Linked DNA regions of Mus musculus: regions 1, 2, 3 and 4 are each linked to region 5. Evidence: chromatin contacts called from public Hi-C and HiChIP or PLAC-seq data. All regions are on one chromosome and are shown on one strand. The core of a region is the stretch at or near the end of the contact, and the rest is flanking DNA. Distances in the headings are between cores, read along the strand shown. Region 1 has its middle 30 kb from the start of Gm3716. Region 2 holds the start of Pgm2 (phosphoglucomutase 2). Region 3 overlaps Gm52815 (a long non-coding RNA gene). Region 4 overlaps Tbc1d1 (TBC1 domain family, member 1). Region 5 overlaps Tbc1d1 (TBC1 domain family, member 1).

Region 1 (2,700 bases), core at 155-2,654, 240 kb before region 5:
TAGCTGGAAAGTGGATGGGGAGACAGAGTCTGGGAAACAGGATCGAAATCTGCCACTTTTGCAATGTCTGCCATGGCCAGCTACTGATTTTATAACCACTGGAATTTAAAAACCAGTTGTTTCCTTTATCCTTGACTCCTTCGATGTTTTCTCCTTCCCGCCACCCTCCACCTACTCAGGCTGCAACCATCAGCAAATTCACAGTCAACTGAGCCAAAAGGCTGAGGGGGAGACCAGAGAAGAGGCTGCAGCCGCCTCCTGGTGGGAGTGGAGCGATGGGCAGCGAGCCACAGGGCTGGGAACCAGCTTCTCTGTTCCGCTGACCTCATCTGGTCCTTCTGGTCCGAGGTTCTGGCTATGAATGTTTATCAGTGAAGACTTTGACAACTTCAGTAATAATATTTTCTAGGCTGTGCAGAGCTAGCCTGGGTATCTCATACAGAGAGACCTTTGGTTGCCCTCACCAAATAAACAGTTGCCCACAATCCCCACAAAGACAAGGGCTTAGGTTGCCTGGGTTCAAGTCTTGACTGGTGAGACCCTTGTGCCATGTCCCTGGACCATAAGCTGTGTTTGTTTCCTCCCCTGCAAAACAAGAATCCCCAGACTGTGCATTTCATAGGCAACTGGTGAAAGGTGGGCGGAGTCAACCTCTGTCAAGCGCTCAGAAGGCGCTTATCACACAGTGAGGGCTATGGAATGGAAAAATAAAATAAAAAAATAAGTAAACAAGAGAAAGAGCCTTAGGGTGTCTGGGTCCTGTGTGTTTGAAGCTACTTCTCGATCCATACAAAGCTGCAAGGAAGGGGCTGAACTTTTTTTCCTTTGTTCCTTGCTGGCTGAAGCGCACATGTCCTCTGTGGATTGGAGGAGGGTGCACAAGCCATACACATCTGTTGAGATGCCGGAGCAGCTGAAGGAACTCTTGGGGAGCCAGAGGCTATCACTGCCCTTACTAGAGATGGGGAACTGAGGCTGTAGATATGGGCCACAGCCACAGGCCTGGAAATGATGGAGCTGAGATTCCAGCTGGGCCTGTGACTCCCAAACCTGGACAGCCCCTATATTAAGCATAATACTTTTCCCAGACAAATTTTGACAAATCCTGAGGTTCACATTTACATCAATGCTCATTTTTAAAAGGGATCTATTTCTTTATTTTATTTTATTTTATTTTTTTTTTTATTTTTGGCTTTTCAAGACAGGGTTTCTTTGTGTAGCTCTGGCTGTCCTGGAATTTGCAGAGATCAGCCTGCCTCGGCCTCTGAGTGCTGGAATTAAAAACATCCACTACAACCAACCGGACTGGATTTATTTCTTCATATTCAACTTAGCAAGTCCAGAAGTTCAAGGCCAGCTCTGGCCAGCTGAAATAATGATTAACATCAGGGTTATCTTACAGGTCCAAAGTCCTCCCAGCAAACATCCTTTCTGCCCTTAGAATTTGTTGGTGGCCATCTCTGTGAAAGCCTCCCTCAAAGAGAAAAAAGAACTCTTGCCTGGTCGGAGTATTTTACTAAGGACTGCCATCACATCTGAGCAAACCACAGGCATTCAAAGAGGCGTCCCTAGTCCTATCCCTTTAAGAGAAAAGAAAGAAAGAATGACTCAGCCCCACCCTACCCCACCCTGTGCCTGCAAAGCTCTGGAGTCTGTGATGCCCAAGACAGAGCCAAGATAAGAAGAGTTGGAAACAAATTGAACTTAACAAAACAAAAAACAAGCCCTGTTGTTACCAGCTCCTAGGCACTTCTACCCTAAGTTGCAGTGTCCTAGGAAACGTGAACCAGGGTCACCTCTGGCCCCATTTGGGCCTTCTTCCTGGCCCCACCCCAAGCATAGCAACCCTGCCAGAAAACAGGCGCTGCCTCCATCAGCTCCCACCTCCCCCCTCCACGCATCTTTCCCCTTTTATATTGCTGGCTTCATAATGGTTTTCCTCCTGCTGCTGTGGGGTGAGAGGGTGTAAATGCCCCGGAGCAGCTGCGGGGAGCTCTCCAGTGCGGATCCTGTGGGTGGGGCCGGCAGTAGGCAGGAGAGACCAGGAGGGAGATTAGGTGAAACATTAGCCCTGGCCTTTTGGACACGGTCCAGTGTCTTTCAATGATTTCTTTGTGTGCTTTGGGTGCTGGGCTTGTTTGGCAGGGGACGGGCACCCATTAGAAGATTTCACAATGATTTGCCATGTTACAGTTCTAAACATGTCAACTCCTCACCGAGGTTAAATTTGTATTTTTACAGTCTCGTTAGACCTCCCCCCTCCCCCCAACACACCCTCCTCCCCCTAGGGAGCTTGAGGGAAAAGTACTCTAAGAGAATTAATCAAAATGACTAGGTAATGCTCTAAAAATAATAAATGTCGTTATGGGCTGGATCTCTTTCAAGTTCGAGTTCATTCTGTAAGCTTGGAGATCCACACGTCCAGTTGCCTGTCTTATGAGCTTTTTATTAGAAGAAAGTGGCCTGTTGTATAGAGACAGGTACTTTATGAAGACACATGGATGCTGCGACTCTCCCAACACTCAACTGTTTTTTTTTTTTTTTCAGCTAGATTCATTAAGCAATGTGACCTCGGAGGGGGCAAAGGGCAGACGCAGGAATCACTTCTTACCCTCTGTTCCTTCACCAGCCTTGCAAATTGGGATCTGCTACAGACCTGCTCAGAGCTCTGAAAGTAAGGGTGGCCAGGTCAGGGTCCAG
Region 2 (2,700 bases), core at 173-2,672, 250 kb after region 5:
TGAGGTGTTAGGACAGCTACACAATGCAAGTTATTAAGTGATCAGAAATGGAAACAGTTTCCTCCCCTTAAACATCCTGGAATGCTTTATGTTTCCAGGAAAAAAAAAATCCACAACAAAGCAAAACAAAACCTCCCATGAGGCGCTAGCACTGCCATCCTGTTTCCAGGATGGCCTGACTATTCATTTTCTAGGTGTGAGCGAGCAAAGGCCTCTGCTGAGCCTTCCAGCCTCTATCCAGTCACCAAATGTTTCAGGGACCAACTATAGACATGCAGTACGGCACTACGGTACTACGGTACTATAGACCACGGAAAGCAGCAGAGACACACAGCACCAGCTACATAATTTTCAGGGGGGGCCAGTGCACAATTAGAACGAAAGACTCCGTGTTTAACAATAGAGAATCTCAAAGTAGTGCTTTAAAATACGGCTTGGGCCCTTCCCTGAGTACAGGTTCAGTGGATCTGCGTGGGTCTCACCTCCTGAAGTCAGCCCTGGATACCGACAAATTTTAAACAAACAAGCCTGTAAGGGATTGTCTTTCAATTCCAGGAAGAGCAGGGAACCAAAGGCCTGGGCTGTCTAGAGAGAGAGTTTGAGTTGCACTTGGGAGACAGGAAAGATCCGCTAAGTTCACACAGGAAAAACGACAAGAGAAATAAAGTCAGCAGAACACCGGCAAGAGGAACATTGCGGGAAAGCAACAGGACACGCGAAAGCACAGGTCAGAGAGAACTTGTAGAGGGCAAAGGAAGTGATGTCCGGAGCTGGCCGACTGACTAAGACATTACAGGGGAAAGGCGCAGCTGGGGCCAAAGCGTTCCCTGTCACCTTCCCAGTGGAGTGTATGTTCTCTGGAAAACTCCCTGTCAGCCTGGCCCATCAGGGACCCGGTAGTATCCATGAAATCAGAAAAGGTGGTCTGGACTGTGGAGAAGTCCAGGTCCCGGGAAAGGCGGGACAGAGCGGATTCTGAATGGATGAAGATGCTCAGCCCATCACAGAACCTCAAAAACCTTCTCGTGCGTGGACTACCCCGGGTCCCAGGCCCGCTACATTCACTCTCCACCCCACTCCCCGCCCCCCAGCTCGCTCCTCTACCGGGTCTAGCAGCCGGGCGAGCCACACAGCTGTCTCCAGTCCCGCAACAGCTTATGCCGAGCAGGCACCGTGTGGCGAGGCAGGGAAGGAAAGAAGGAAGCTGGGCCCGGCTCCCTGCCGGACAAGCCACGGCGCCCGAGAACCGAAGAGCCGGAGATCGGCCCTTACCTGGTCCCAACGCAGCCACTGCGCGGTCTCCTGGTCCAGTCGCGCGTCCATACCCAAGCCACTGCCTTCCGGAGCCGGTGTCTCTGTCGGTGTCGCCGCCGCCATCCCGCAGCAGTCACAACCGGGCGGAGGAGGCCGGGTCACCCTTCTGGAGGGGCGGGGAGAGGGCGGGGAAAGAGGCGTAGTCAGAGAGCCGGAGGGAAGAGGACGTGCAGCAGCCCCGCCCGGTTCCAGACTCGCCATTAGTGGGTGTGCTTCCCGGAGGGCCAGGCAATTGGGGAGTGCTTTGTTGTTAGGAGAGCTGGAGGCTCGCCTTACTCTAGTCTCCTAGGCCCTACATACCCAGGGTCCTCCAGCAAACATCAAGTATGCATTTGGTGCCCATCACACCTGAGATGCTAGTCTGACTGCGCTGGGAAGCAGAGCACATTGGCGCAGGCCAGTAGCCACATGGCAGAGGCAGGCAGGTCTCTGTGAGTTAGAGGCCAATCTGATCTACATAGTGAACTCTAGACTAACTAGGGGTACATAGGGAGATCCTATCTCAAAATGTAAATTAAATTAGAGAATAGCAGAGGGGGAAACAAATCTTGAAAAAGAAGAGCCAAGTGGGAAATAAATCAAATAGACCAACGAGCCAGAAATGAGATAACACTTGCAAAGACAGTTTATGTCAGAAGAGCAACCGGAAGGACGAGTTGTAATTTCAAGGCACCGGGTCAACTGGATTTTCACACTAGAAAATGTAAAAAGAATGTCGACTCATCCGCCTGAGGTCGCCACACACAAACGAGAATTCCAGGTCAGCTGGGTGATGTATGTGCACACCTGGCTGGGCACGGGGAAGCACAAGCAAGAATGGTTCTGAGCCGCACATGATGCCTTCCTCGCTCCTGCAGTCCCGACTGTTGGGACTGTTGTGAGTTCAGGGCCTGGCCTACAAAGTGAGTTCCAGTTCACCGTGGGTTCCAGTGTGAGATCTCGTCTCAACAAGCAAACAAACAAACAAACAACCCTAAAACGAAAGAAAAAACAATTAAACAAAAAAAATCCAAAGCAGTTAAGAGCACGGGTTGTTCTTCCAGAGCACCTAAGTTTGATTATCAGCACTAGCATGGCTGCTCAGGATGGTCTGAAACTCCAGTTCCAGGGGATCCTGCATCCTTTTCAGACCTCCATTGTCATATATATCCATGGTGCATAGACATGTATGCAGGCAAAATACAAACATACACACACACACACACACATACACACACACAACTTTTTAAAAGGTTTCTAGCAGATTTAGTCGCAAAAAGCTCCAACCATACACATCCAGATTGCCAACAATAGAATGGATAAATATGTAGTGGTATATTCATTCTAAATCATATACATAAATGATGATCGATAAGCCATGAGTTACACAGCCCAGTGAGAATGAAG
Region 3 (2,700 bases), core at 141-2,640, 160 kb before region 5:
AGCATTCTTTTGTCTTTTCCTTCTTGGGGGGTGGGGGGTGGGGGAGCGGTTTAAGGTAAGGAGGGGAGGGTCTAAAAAAGATGCGGGTGAACATCACCTCACCAGCTTTCATGGAAGTTTCTGCCCTAGGACTGAGGAAGAAGACAGCAGCCTTTCTGGCCCTGAACTTCTCCAAGTAAAGTGCTTGGGGAAAGGGGACCTATGTCTCTCTTTAGAGTAGCCCAAGTATATGGTACAGTGACATGGAATCAAATAAACGCATTCTTAAGGTTGGATCTTGCCACGACTTAGGCTGTGTGTTTTGAAACCGCTTAGCCAATGACCTCCCACTGTGCATGTGCAATGGAAACCTCTGTGTGTGTGTGTGTGTGTGTGTGTGTGTGTGTGTGTGTGTGTGTGTGTGTTGACCATGCGCCTGTCAACAGGAGAAGTCAGCCTGTGGTATTGATGGGAAGAGTGAAGAGGGCAAGGCCACAGAGCTGGTTTCCTGGGAAGGCCAGCCTAGGTCAAGGTCTGAATGCCGTATTCGGTACCAGTGATGATGGGTCTGCCAGCAATCCTTCATGGTAAATTAAACAACTGGCATTTGAAAACATAAGTCAAAATAAACATTTAACCTATTTATTATGTATTTATTTTACAAATTACACTGGGTGTGTTTCCAATGCAAAAACACACACACACACACACACACACACACACACACACACTCGGGTACCCTCTTAAGTAGAGAGCACATTTTAAATTAAAATTTTATTTTAATAGGTCATTTATTTCTACAATTCAAAAGTCAAATTTTAGAACACACTGTACCTGAAAGGTCTTGCCTAAACCTCCCTCACATCATCTGATTTCTTCAGGTTCTTTTTTTCCTTCATCGATAACCATTTTTTTAAATGTTACTTGTTTATGAAATTCTTGTAGATTCAGAGCCTGACCGTAAGTTGAGTCGCACACGGTTATGTTTTGAATTGGGTCTCTTTAAGTGGTATCTGGCTGGCCTAAACAACCTGCCTCTTGCCGGGGACCCCCAGGGACCACCGAGGACCCAGGAGATGGGCTACAAGAAAGAGAACCTGAGAGTTGAAGCTGCTATAGGGGAATAGGGTGACTCCATATGTTCTTCAAGAATCCAGCCAGACGAGGCTGGTTCGTCGAGTGAGTCCTGGGATTCTTGCCTGCTACTGATGGGAGTTGCTGGCTAGCTTCACAGGGAAAAGCTGTCTCAGGGGAGCTGCAAGGAAGCCCGGGACAGGTACAGGTCAGATCACACAGATCCAGCCCTCCCACAGCTTAAGGGTTTGCTCGGAAGAAAGAACCCCATACAGAGCTGGACTCTCCAGAGGTTCTCCAGCTTGAACAAGGCCGATCAGCTGGCAGGCAGGGGTAGGCTGCAGAATCAGCTTTTTGTCTTGTTTGGACTTCTGCCAGGTCTGTTGCAACAAAGTGCAGCCAAGGGCAGAAGTTTCCCATTTTGGGGGTGATAGATGCTGGAAAGCTGAGAGTCTGTGCACGTCTGAGGCTTGAGAGTGATGATCTGTTCCAGAACTTTCTCCTTGCCTTGTACTTACTTGTCTGATTTCTGTGTCTTCACCCTTTTGTGTTTGTCTGGATTCCCAAGGCCCTGGACTAGGATCTACCCTAAGTGCTTCATTTTAACTTCACCTTTGTAAAAAGAAAACACAAAAGCACCACTTATGAACAAAGCTACATTCTTGAAACATTGTTCAAAAATTACTTATAAACAAAGCTACATTCTTGAAACATTGTTCAAAAATTTATAGAAACATCTTGCATGGAAGTGAGGATACTATTGTGGTTTGAGTGTGCCTCCCCCTCCCCCCCCCCCAATTTCATGTGCTGAGAGCTTTCCCTCCATTCATTAGTTGGGGGCATTGGGCTTGATACTAGATCATTAGGACAAGAGAGTGCTGCACTGCAGGAGTGGGTTACTAGGGCAGGAGTGCTAGACTTAGTAGAAAAACACGACTGGCCTCTTGTTCACATGGCTGTTCCCATGCAATCTCTAGCTCTTCTGCCTTTTGCCATAGAATGACCCAGAATGAAAAGCAGCCCTTGATGAAATACCTTTATCAAGGAGTCCCTGGCCTCTAGACAGTGAAAAAAAAATCTCTCTTCTTAAAAGCTGCACAGTCTGAAGAGGACAGTGGTGGTTCATGCCTTTAATTCCAGCACTCCGTAGCTAGGGAGGTAGGAAGATCTCTGAGTTTGAGGCCAGCCTGGTCTATAGGGTGAGTTCTTAGACAGCCAGGGCTTTACAGAGAAGCCCAGTCTTGGGGGGGAAAATTACCCAGTCTGTGAGGATTCTGTTAGAGCAGCACAAAATGGACCAATAGACTCTAGCCTTTACTTTTTGCTTATTGTTTTTGGGACAAAGTCTCATTTCATAGCGCTGCTGTCCTGGAATTCACTATGCAGACCACGCTGGCCTTGCGTTCACAGAGACCTACCTGCCTCTGCCTCCTAGTCGATGTTTCAAACCAGATTGGAACTGGAAGTCCTTTTACCTCTACCTCCAAAATGCTGGGTGTGCAGGCATGTACCACCATGGCTGACTCGAAAGCTATTTCTCAAGAGAACACAACTGACATCGCTGTCACCTCTTTGTACCTTTGACTGTGTCCACCTGCCTACAAAAATGCTGTCCTCACACCATTCTATCATGAAAAACCAAGCCAC
Region 4 (2,700 bases), core at 35-2,534, 150 kb after region 5:
CATGCAAGCTTAGAAATGGCAAGTTAAGTTAAAGGTAGCCAAACAGGGAGGGTACTGAGCGGTCTAGGTCACAGGAACAAAGGGAATCTGGGATGCTCTAGAACTAAGAGAGGCCATGGAATGTTATAGACTAGAGAAAGAGGATGACGTGGGCCTAGGATAAGGGGATATGAGATGTAAGCAACTGGGAGAGGTAGGGCAACTGGCAAAATGAGACTCAGAAGGCCGAGAAAATCTTACTAAGTCTCCATGGCTTGTTCTCTGAAGGGCAGAGCTATGCTAGACCATAAGTGGAGAGGGCAGCAGAAGGGCACATCACCAGATCTGCGGCAATGATGGTCATGCCTGGAGCTGGCTGCCTTAGACCTGGGGAAGACAAGGGTGGAAATGTGGAGACTGTTAAGGAACTTGCCCAAAAAGTCTAGATAAGAAATACAGTGTTGGGAGCTGGAGAGAGGGATCCGGGGGTTAAGAGCATTGACTGCTCTTCCAGGAGACCAGGGTTCAATTTCTAGCACCCATGTGGCAGTTTACAACTGTCTGTAACTCTAGTTCCAGGGGACCTAACACCTCCACATAGACATATGTGCAGATAAAACACTAATGTTCAAAAAATAAAAAATTAAACTAAATTAAAAAAAAAAAGAAATACAGTGTGGGGTTAGAGTGAAGTAAGGGAACTTTCCCAGTCTTTTCTTCTGCACTATAGCAGAGGTCACAACAGAACATAAGAGAGAGGCAGCTTGGGGCCTCAGAACAAAGACTCTTGGCTATCGTCAACTCAGAGCACACAGGCCCCGGAGCAGCAACTAGAGGATCCTTGTGCTAACCACTGAGCTTCGGGGTTCATTTATTTCTGCGGCACAGTTGAGTCTATATGAGGATGAGAGGGAGAAATGTCCATGTGACAGGACCCTGGGGAAGTAGCACAGGTGACCCCCTCTTACCCTGAACTCCTCCCCACAGAAACTGCAAGTTACCCTGGGTCAGACTGCCCTCTGCTCGCCAGGTTCTGTCCTACAGAAAGGAAACCCGTCTTCTGCGCCCTCGTCTCCCTTTTCTTGATACAGACTTCCTGACCAGTTAGCAAGCAAAGAAAACATTCCTCTTCCCCCGTCCCTCTCTGCCCCGCCCTGCTGTGGCCTTTGGCTTTCTCTCTCTCTCTCTCTCTCTCTCTCTCTAGTTTCCACTCTGGTTCTTGGACACAGCTCTGGCTAGCCTTGTTCTCAGTCCTGACCTATCCCTGTGACAGGCAGCCTGGACTAGCCTCTGAACATCCTACACTAGTGTCGTCCAAACCCATCCTGACTCATCCTGTATGTCTGACCTTGCTCCTGGACAGACAGCTGCCTAGCCAGCTGACATTTCTAGATTCCAGCAGTCTGGATTCTCATCTAACCACAGGCCAGCCCTGCAGCCCCAGTACACAGAACCACAACGCATGGTGTACCCACAGCCGACATTGCCTGTCCAGTGGTTCTATCCATTGGATCCAGAGGTCAAAACCAACTGGTCTTCTGAGTGTCTTCATTTACACAGAACACATGCAGTACAGGGGGCCTTGCTGGCTTTCAGTATGCTCTGTGTGCCCCACTTGCCAGGCTTCTGAGACATTTTTGGCCCTGCGTCAAAGATCAGGACTGGTCATGTGTGGTCTGTTGAAACATAGTTTTTCAAGACTAATAAGCCTACACAGAAACTCAAAGTCAAATAATAAATTGTGTCTAAAGAGCTGGAGAGATGGCTCAACAGTTAAGAGTACATACTCTTCCTCCAGAGGTCAAGGGTTCAGTACCAAGTACCCATGTTAGGTTGGGTGACTCACAACTGCCAGTAACTCTAGCTGGGCAGGGTGGGGTAGGGTAGGGATCTGATGCCCTTTTCTGGCCTCTGAAAGTACACACATACATAAATAATAAATAACTAAACAGGTTAAAAGAAAATCCCTCAAAAGACTATGACATGTCTCTTGGCTTAGACCCAGTTCTCAGAGACTTGGCAGACCTCACAGACAAGCCACCCCAGTGAAGCATGGTAAGGCAGCCTCCCATGGTGTAATCCACACAGATGCCAAGATCATGCCAATCTTGTCTTCAGAGTGCTCACCATTCACCATGCTGGGCATGGTCACAGCTTGCTGGATGTAGGGCAGATGCCAAATACTCAGCACAGATCTTCTCTTTTGTCCTTATAGTCTATCTAATGGAATCTGTGGTGCCCTCAGTTTACTGATGGTTAAACTTACATTTTAAATGTCTTTCTAGCTGCCAAGGAACACAGCCACAGCAAGAAAGATCTGTGGGTTTTTTAGGCATCGTGGCAAGGTCTGGAATCCCAGAAGGTAGGAGGGGGAACAGGAAGATATGGAGTTCAAAGTTACCCTTACTATACAACAAGGTCAAGGATAGCCAGAGTTACAAGAGTCCTTGTCTTACATAAACACACCACACACACACATACACCACACACACAAACACACACCACACACATACACACACACACTCCACATACACACAAGCACACACAAACACACACACACACCACACATACAAACACACACCACACACACCCATACTCCACATACACACAAGCACAAACACACACATACACATATGCCACACACACAAACACACACCACACACCCCCACAACACACTCCACACACACACACAAATACACACCCCCACACACAAACACATAC
Region 5 (2,700 bases), core at 137-2,636:
CCACTTAAGATGGGGGCGGGGTGTACAGGAGAACTATGCCGCTTAATAAACCTTCGCATCCGAATCAGACTTATAAATAAGCATCAACTGTTCTGATTTAGTTCGTTAGATAGATTTCTAAGTTACTTCCTTCCTTCAGTATCTCTCCAAGGACCTGGCCTGTTTCCCCCCCAGGCAACAAAAGCTTAAGACTCTCTCATCATTATTCAAAGCACAATTGTTGGCAGTCAGCATCTGGGGCCAAGCTGGTCTCCTGCAAAGCTTAGTGTAGAAAGAGCCTCTCAGAAAGCTCCTGGACTGTCTGACCGTGGCAAGGACACTGTCTGCTCTGCAATAAAAGGGCTGATTCTCCTGGGACACCTCTGATCGCAACTACAAAGAGCGCGGGGTGGGAAAGGTCCTGCGGTCCTGGGAAAGCCCGGGCTGCTGGTGCCTTTGGTGAGTTAATGAGCGACTACACAGAGGCTCGGGAAGCCGCTCGGCAAATATGCTCTACCTGCAACTGCTCCAGGAGGTCAAGGTTCTGTTTGCGCAAGCTGCTGTTGGTTTTCTCCAATTTCTCCATTCTTTGGTTGTCACTGAGAGGCGAGGACTCAATAAGCTCCTCCTGGAGCACGTGGTACTCGACCTCATAGGCCTGGAGCTGCTTGGCGATGTCCATCTCAAACACCTGTTGGGTAGAGAAGCCACCAGGCTGAGTCACTGAGACAGGCCTCCCACGGGCACAGGTACCTGTGCTCACGCGCACGCGTGGAAGCACACGGAGAGGAGAAAACTCAGCTCTGACAAGGTCAATGGTTTTACACGGTGAGGACAACAAACACCTAGAGGTAATTGCAAAGGAAAAGAATAAATATAGGTTCTAACACGCTTCTACAAGGCCAAAAAGATTTAAAAAACAAAAAAACTTTTCAAGGCCTAGAGAGACAGCTCAGCAGTTAAAAGCACTGGCTGCCCTTCTCGAAGATTCAGGTATAATTCTCAGCACCCACTGGTGGCTCCTAGCTGTAACTCCAGTTCCCAGGGGAGCTGACACCCTCTTCTGGCCTTCATAGGCACCAGGCACTCAGGGGCACAGACAAGACTTTCAAAACTGTAGTTCTTAGCGGCTTTCCCTGCAAATGCTATGAAATACGCTGACTATAGGTTAAATGTGACAAAGGACTCATGTTCTGTTTGCAAGGTCACCACATTTAGTTACAATTCAGCTGGGTTTTTAAGAATTGTAAGAATGACAAAGTAATGGGACTGTTTATAGAAAAAGTCCTCTTGACCCAGATCTGCAGAAATGAGCCAATCCCAACTGTCACTCACACATGGATGAGCAGAGCCGGCTCTCTTCCTTTAACAGCAACAGTGACAACAGAGCCACACTTGTGAAACAAGCCCAAAGTGCAGACGCCACCCAGGGGGCAGTGTCTGCACTTTCTCCTGAGGAGGAAGAGCGACAGGGCTGGAGTGGGCCCAGTGTGAGTCAGCAGACTGCTGCTCACTGCAATGCCCTCTCTCCAATAAGGTAAGCCTGCAGGCTGAAGTCACCCAGCAGAGGCCTATAACAGGTACTTTCCTGATACTGCTGTGACAAAATGGTCAATGAAAGTAACAAAGAACAAAGGGTTTATTTTGGCCCAGTTCATGAGGTGGAGAGCCTGGGCGTCTGGAGCCTGAGGTGGCAGGAGACAGAGGAGTCTGGAGCCTGAGGTGTCTGGAGCCTGATGTGGCAGGAGCCTGAGGTGGCAGGAGACAGGGGTGTCTGGAGCCTGAGGTGGCAGGAGGCTAAGGTGTCTGGAGCCTGAGGTGGCAGGAGACAGGGGTGTCTGGAGTCTGAGGTGACAGGAGACAGGAGTGTCTGGAGGCTGAGGTGTCTGGAGCCTGAGGTATCTGGAGCCTGAGGTGGCAGAAGCCTGAGATGGCTGGGTACAATACACGCACAGCCAGGAAGCCTAGAGCCAAGTGTAGCAGCTCAGTTCACTGTCTCCTTTCTCCTCCCGGGAGCTGTCTCTCCTGGGATGGCACTGTCCGAATTTAGGGTAAGTTTTCTCACTTTAATTAGCCTAATCTGGAAACTGTCTTAGACCAGTCCTAAGGTGATTCTATCTTGGCAAGCTGACAGTCGAAAGCAACCATCACAACTCTCAAGGTGGTCTGGCAGTCTAGAACACTCTTCTGAGAATGGAGTTGCGGCTTCTGAAGGACAGAAGCTGTACTCTACTGCATTTCCTAACTAATGCAGCCAACACCCTTCCTAGCTGTGGGACGCCAGCTTTCCCCTAGGGTCCCCTACAGGGTTCCCTTCCCTATGAGCACTGAAGCTGTCCTACAAAGCCCTGCCACATTCCTGCCATTCCCAGTTGTCTTAAAAAAAAAAATTCAGCTTCCTAGTTTTCAGGTTAACTCCATGATTAATACTAAGTAGATTCAAAAGTTAGTCTATGCAAATACTAAGTCCCGTGCTGTCACGTCTACCTGATTTCTTTTTGTTCCTGAGAGGCTCAGTGGGCACCATTAGCATTTCCCATCCCTGGTGACAGCTCAGGCTGGGAGTCAGCTTTGCCCCTGAGGATCTGAGGGACTCAGTCTCTCTGGGCCTCAGTTCCTGGCCTCCCACACAGGGCGTAACACCTACCTCCCCGCACTGAGCTGGGGGTGAAGGGATACAGTTCACAGAGGTTCCGGTGCATGCCTGGAAAGCCTCCATCT

What was found. A called contact is a pair of places that touch in the nucleus more often than the background predicts. HiChIP or PLAC-seq counts read pairs in DNA pulled down with a chosen protein or histone mark.
Region 1: a contact with region 5 is called in a Hi-C map of liver, with 9 times the contacts expected there. The contact joins two enhancer-like sites. A contact is called at or near these places in 2 of 484 Hi-C or Micro-C datasets (liver and myocytes) and 1 of 115 datasets of contacts at active chromatin or transcription factors (pancreatic cancer cells).
Region 2: a FOXA1 HiChIP or PLAC-seq map of pancreatic cancer cells shows a contact between it and region 5. The contact joins the promoter of Pgm2 here to the enhancer-like site in region 5. A contact is called at or near these places in 1 of 39 promoter capture datasets (the HPC-7 cell line), 1 of 484 Hi-C or Micro-C datasets (myocytes) and 1 of 115 datasets of contacts at active chromatin or transcription factors (pancreatic cancer cells).
Region 3: a contact with region 5 is called in a Hi-C map of liver, with 4 times the contacts expected there. The contact joins two enhancer-like sites. A contact is called at or near these places in 2 of 484 Hi-C or Micro-C datasets (bone marrow-derived macrophages and liver) and 3 of 115 datasets of contacts at active chromatin or transcription factors (embryonic stem cells, large pre-B cells and microglia).
Region 4: a FOXA1 HiChIP or PLAC-seq map of pancreatic cancer cells shows a contact between it and region 5. The contact joins two enhancer-like sites. A contact is called at or near these places in 2 of 484 Hi-C or Micro-C datasets (embryonic stem cells and nephron progenitors) and 1 of 115 datasets of contacts at active chromatin or transcription factors (pancreatic cancer cells).

What each region holds. Positions count from the first base shown.
Region 1 is chr5:64,579,200-64,581,899 of GRCm38.p6, reverse strand. No RefSeq gene overlaps it. Among named protein-coding and RNA genes, the nearest start is that of Gm3716, 30 kb to the left of the region's middle. Within about 2 kb of position 1,404, at least 188 of the 459 cell types and tissues checked have an H3K27ac peak or open chromatin away from gene starts, as enhancers often do. A contact at or near this core is called in liver and pancreatic cancer cells, where this site is marked.
Region 2 is chr5:64,091,661-64,094,360 of GRCm38.p6, reverse strand. It overlaps Pgm2 (phosphoglucomutase 2), which reads right to left and starts at 1,422. Exons shown (of 14, transcript NM_025700.3): 1 at 1,273-1,422. The coding sequence starts at 1,377.
Region 3 is chr5:64,502,396-64,505,095 of GRCm38.p6, reverse strand. Gm52815 (a long non-coding RNA gene) reads right to left here. Exons shown (of 3, transcript XR_003955927.1): 3 at 1-1,665. Among named protein-coding and RNA genes, the nearest start is that of Gm52815, 8.0 kb to the right of the region's middle. Within about 2 kb of position 1,390, at least 71 of the 459 cell types and tissues checked have an H3K27ac peak or open chromatin away from gene starts, as enhancers often do. A contact at or near this core is called in bone marrow-derived macrophages, liver and microglia, where this site is marked.
Region 4 is chr5:64,195,690-64,198,389 of GRCm38.p6, reverse strand. All of the region lies in intron 2 of Tbc1d1 (TBC1 domain family, member 1), which reads right to left. Among named protein-coding and RNA genes, the nearest start is that of Tbc1d1, 37 kb to the right of the region's middle. Within about 2 kb of position 1,284, at least 74 of the 459 cell types and tissues checked have an H3K27ac peak or open chromatin away from gene starts, as enhancers often do. A contact at or near this core is called in pancreatic cancer cells, where this site is marked.
Region 5 is chr5:64,343,222-64,345,921 of GRCm38.p6, reverse strand. Tbc1d1 (TBC1 domain family, member 1) reads right to left here. Exons shown (of 22, transcript NM_001310611.1): 21 at 497-670. Among named protein-coding and RNA genes, the nearest start is that of Gm43837, 33 kb to the left of the region's middle. Within about 2 kb of position 1,386, at least 168 of the 459 cell types and tissues checked have an H3K27ac peak or open chromatin away from gene starts, as enhancers often do. A contact at or near this core is called in bone marrow-derived macrophages, liver, microglia and 1 more, where this site is marked.